2 separate regions of the Bombyx mori genome follow, and region 1 is linked to region 2. Evidence: chromatin contacts called from public Hi-C data. All regions are on one chromosome and are shown on one strand. The core of a region is the stretch at or near the end of the contact, and the rest is flanking DNA. Distances in the headings are between cores, read along the strand shown.

The links. A called contact is a pair of places that touch in the nucleus more often than the background predicts.
Region 1: a contact with region 2 is called in a Hi-C map of middle silk gland, with 2.0 times the contacts expected there. The contact joins the promoter of LOC692945 here to the enhancer-like site in region 2. A contact is called at or near these places in 7 of 7 Hi-C or Micro-C datasets (middle silk gland, midgut, posterior silk gland and 2 more).

The regions. Positions count from the first base shown.
Region 1 is chr23:11,231,207-11,233,906 of ASM3026992v2, reverse strand. It overlaps LOC692945 (kazal-type proteinase inhibitor), which reads right to left and starts at 1,409. Exons shown (of 3, transcript NM_001046785.1): 1 at 1,359-1,409. The coding sequence starts at 1,386.
Region 2 is chr23:11,110,763-11,113,462 of ASM3026992v2, reverse strand. The region is part of intron 3 of LOC101737516 (lysine-specific demethylase 3A); the gene reads right to left. Among protein-coding and RNA genes, the nearest start is that of LOC134201095, 17 kb to the right of the region's middle. Within about 2 kb of position 1,377, at least 2 of the 8 cell types and tissues checked have open chromatin away from gene starts, as enhancers often do.

The DNA.
Region 1 (2,700 bases), core at 160-2,659, 120 kb before region 2:
CCAACACCAAGATTTCCAATGAACTTGAAAATTTGGACACATACAAGAACCGAAGACAATCCAATGATCTTATACTTTGTCTTAAGGTCCTAACTAGGAACTGGGATAACGATACATTATTTTTAATTAATAATTCGGTTTGCTGTTAAAGCGTGTTCCCTTTTTGTTGTTTTTAAATTATATATTTTTAACAATCACCTAAAGAAATTCAATACTAAGCGAAAGAACATTTTTAAAATCTACGAAAATAGAACAATTAAATGTTCGTTTGATAATCACTTTTTAAATCCCTATTCATAACTACTAACATAAGTTGTTGGTTTTGACAAAATAATTTAAACGAAAATTAAATTAATAATTTAAGTATATTGATTATTTTATGTTTTACTGGTATAGGCCACAAGGTGTTAATACCACCGCTTGCTATGAGAGATGAGGTCGTTCACAATTTTATGAGTACCTAATTGCTGTCCCACCTTTCAAACCGGAGCGCGTAATTTTGGGGCAGAAATAGGCAGCATAGTGGTACCTACGGCATTAGTCATGAGTAAATTTGAGCACCTTACTGAACAAAGCTTACTGTTTATTTAAATCCAATTAAGAGTCTCCGGTCCCTCATGAGAGGTCCGCTTGATGCTTATTGAGAACATGAGCGCATTCATACGGTTTTTTTCATTGCATTGAAAGCAATTATTATGTACGTACTAACTGAGAGACTGAAAAAATGCGAACAAGGTACTGACGAAAACAGCAAAGTATTTTTTTCCTACCTAAGCTGATAGCCTTGAGAGGCTATTTCAGCGTAACCTTAACTAGTAGTTGAGCTCACGGGGTTCAAGCCTGACGTTGTTGCTAACACGAACCCTAGAAAAAGCCGTGCTTCGCAGAATCTACCACCCGATCGGAAGACGACCCACTGAGAAGATCCGGCGAGAAACTCAATGGGCTGTGTCTGTGGGTTAATTTACTCGTCGTGCTCTTCGTCGCAAGCGACGGGTTCGACGAGAACAATGACCGGTGCTTGAGGTACCTAAAGCACCGTTAGTGGACCGAGAGGATCCAAAATGACGTGTTTTGGGCGACGTCGACTACTTTTCATTCTGTCAGCAAAGTAATGAACCAATTTTAAATTTATAGTTTTTCTGGAAATGGAGTTCATTCTACGCAGAAATTTCAAATGAGAAACAAACAATGTATGTCCTTACGTTGAAATCAATAGAACATTTCATTGCAAAACTGTTGAATTAATTGTGGAAAAAAACTATAGCTCCGTTGCATAACGTAAAACACAAAAACAATTTAATTAGCACTATCACTAGGCAATTTTATGAACAAAAATAAGATAAATATAATCTTACCGAAAGCACAGAAAATAATGGTCTTCATATTGGAACGAAACTGATGAATTCGGTGGACCAACTTGCACTAGACTCCGCGAAGCTTGAATTCTCGGACCTTTTTATAACCTGTCCGAGTGTGGAGGAGGTACCAGCACCGATAATATCAAACAGACGAACAACTAGTGAACAAAATCATCATTCGCGTCCATTGCCATCTTTGTTGTATGGAATGGAATCGAAACAAAAAGGACAAGGTAGTGTATAGTGAATAAAGACTTTATCTCGTAGTTGAGGTCATCACTTAATACATAAATAAGATTATTTTAATGAACGTGGATTTATGAGCCAACTAACCAAATGGGGTTCATTGCTTCGTGTCATACAATCTGTATTTTTTATAAGTATAAACAATTTATTAGGTATTTTAAATATAGCATTAATCTATGTAAAAAAATATCAGTTTTTTAGAAAAAGTTTCATTTAAATTTGATAGATTTCGAGTTTTTTTTATTTTTTTTATTGCTTAGATGGCTGGACGTGCTCACAGCCCACCTGGTGTTAAGTGGTTACAGGAGCCCATACACATCTACAACGTAAACGCGCCACCCACCTCGAGATATAAGTTCTAAGGTCTCAGTAGTATAGTTACAACGGCTACCCCACCCTTCGAACCGAAACGCATTACTGCTTCACGGAGGAAATAGGCAGGGTGGTGGTACCTACCCGTGCGGACTCCCAAGAGGTCCTATCACCAGTAAAATCTCTTTACTATTAATTTTTCCTCCCTTAGAGTTAACACGTGATACCTACCTTTATATTTAAAATATGTCTAGTAGTATTAATGAAGCATTATTTTCATAGTAAGTTTTCAAAACCGTTGCGTGATGTACTTTTAATGCATACATTAAAGAAGTCATTAGAAAATGGCTAAATGACTGCAGTTGGACTTATTGTACAATCAATCTTACAGTTTAGTCTGTCTTCTGTCGTATAGATAAACCTTCGATCATCAATATTGTTGATCGAAGAGATAAACTGTAGTATAATACTGGTTAATAAAATTGGATTAATCGGTACCATTTTTTATTTTATTTTTATAGCTTAGATGGGTAGACGAGCTCACAGCCCACCTGGTGTTAAGTGGTTACTGGAGCCCATAGACATCCACAACGTAAATGCGCCACCCACCTTGAGATACAAGTTCTAAGGTCTCAAGTATAGTTACAACGGCTGCCCCACCCTTCAAACCGAAACGCATTACTGCTTCACGGCAGGAATAGGCAGGGAATATCTGATTTGAAGCAGATAAAACGCCATCGTATTCCTCGTAACGGGATCGGGATATCCTTGTTGTTAACTG
Region 2 (2,700 bases), core at 128-2,627:
AACATCCGTAAAAACCATTGTAGATTTATATATTACTAGCTGTACCCGTCCGCTTCGCTGGGCATTTAAAATTTACATTATTATTTCTCACCCCCATAAAGATTCTCATCATTAACGCCCCCGCAACTGGTATAGGGAGTCCAACACTCATATAAATATTAGCCTATCCATTAAGTACATGTATTTTCTACATGGATACCAAGTTTCAAGTCAATTGGATGCATGGTTCAGTAGTTATAACGGAACATCCGTAAAAAACACTGTAGATTTATATATTAGTATAGATTAGTATAGATTTACTTTTTACACAGCCCAATCCGTACTTAATAATTCAGACTGACGTTAATACATTTCAAGACATTTATTTAGATAATAATTTACCTTTCAGACATAATTAAACAGCATAAATTATTTAAAACAAGTGTTCGTATTCTTTTAATAAACGAAAGTTGAAATAATGAAAAGCAAAGTTGAGAACTTGCTTTTTGAACTGATATAAAGCAAGTCGTCAAAGGGAGAGAAAAAATAGGTGGAGCTGACTGGAACACGGCTGGCTGGCGATGAAAGGAAATTTAACGTTAATGAACATCCCTCCTCGTAATAACATTTCGTTCAGACTACTGAAGCGCTTGTACATAGTCTTACATAGAGAATATTAAATTACTCTTAGTAGAAGACTTACGTAATAAACTTTCCACTCAAATAACTTCAAGCTTTAATAACAAAACAAAATGTGTGTTTATTTGTGTATATACTTCGTTTCGTCGGAACATTAGACGATGAAAATATGAAGTATAAATAACTCTCGTATAAAAGTACCCTAAAGTGTAGTACTATAAATATACAGTGTTTTCTCTTTGCGAAATAAAAAGTGATCAATCATATTATATTATCGTGAACACGATATTGTGGAGTTTATCATGAATTATTGAAGAATGAGAATTCAGAGAACTCAGCTATTATGCTGAAAATAGTTTTTCAATGATTCAATTATGTGGAAAAACTGCCTACGCACATTTTCGTGTGATAGAAATTCACAACAAAACATTCAATTTACGTCGAAGCCAAATATAGAAATGTACAATATAATTCTGTATAATAAAAAAGATTGATTTCAGTCATGAAATCGAACGTGTCAATTATTAAAATCATAACGACAGCCAATAGTTATACAGCTGTTTTATTAAATTCTTAATATTGTTAATACAATCACAATAACCAGGTAGAACAAACGAAAAGATCGGATACCGAATAGTGGCCGGATATCCGCTGCATCACCATAAATGTACCTATATAATAAAGGGGAGGTGCGGGTCGCGTGTAAGGGTGTGGGTGAAAATCAATAAAACGGGCGCGGCGGCTGGCATCAAAACATACCCTCACCTCCCGGCTCCCGTCTCCCGGGGAAACCCTCCCCGTGTTTGGCAGACACCGTCCTTGATCTCCCCACTTTGCCCGGGCGCGCAAGTTTGGATAAACACTCTGAACGTCTCAGTTGAAATTGGGTCGCTTGTGCGTTTTGCTTTTTAACATACCGGGGCCCTTTTATCTTTTTAGGTCTTTGATGTTTTCACTAAATAAGTATCTAAATGGGAGAACAATACTGTTTGTATATTCCACTTTAACACTTAAAATGTTTCGTTTCAGAAGTTCTCTTTGTTCTTTCTTGTCTTTAGTACAGAAGTAGAAGTAATAGTGTTCTGTGCTTCAGTAATAGCTGGGTTCATTCATTTTGGGTGGTGTTTTTATTTCCCCCTACGTAATCGTTTATTGCCTAAAAGGCTATTTCGACCGCGGACCGGTAACTGTTGTATCAAAATTTGCAAATTAGTATTATCAATGAAACAACGAAATTGGCAAAAAAAAAACTTTGAATTAAAGATGCATGAGAATTCACAGATGCTTTCGAAGGGGTGGAAATTTTCCACATGAACATATTCCATGTACTTATCGGAAAATTCCTCTGAACTTGAACTTCATTCTTACACCCACAGCTCTTTGATATTTGTGTTCAAGGAAATTTCAATAAGGAAATATATATATTTATATTTAATCGTTTTGTATTTATGTACATCTATGTAAATTTATTTTATACTATACTTGTTTTTTTTGTCAAGAATAAACATGTTGGAAATATTAAAAGGTTATTCAAACTTCTCTATTAATAACTGCTAGTAAAGAAAATCAGCCTTTGATTTTATTAGTACTGAGTAGATTTAGGTTATCAGTAATGTCGGCTGATTATATACATACATTACGATGTTCATTTATGATTAATTACTATTGATAAAGCCAGTTTGGCTTAGCTAAATAACATATATTTAACCTCTTCAGGGACGAATTTTTAAAGTAAAAAAAAAACAAAAATTTAATTTATTCTCTATGTGCGATTTATTTATTTCATATTGAAAACAATTCAATAACTACAAAAATTAACAAATATAGTGACTATTTATTAAAAAGAATATGTCCATTTATAAGTGGCCATTCAGTGTGAGAAAATAATTAAATAATAAAAAAAAACTACTATGTGCCCATGTCCCTGAAGAGGTTAATACAGTTTGATAATTCAGTACTGGATGCCTACTAAAAACCATACTATCTAAGAAATATTTCATATTTACCTAAAAAAACTGAAAGCCTAACGAGATATACAAAAAATATAACCGTCTTAATTTACCGCCATTTTTGGTTTGAACT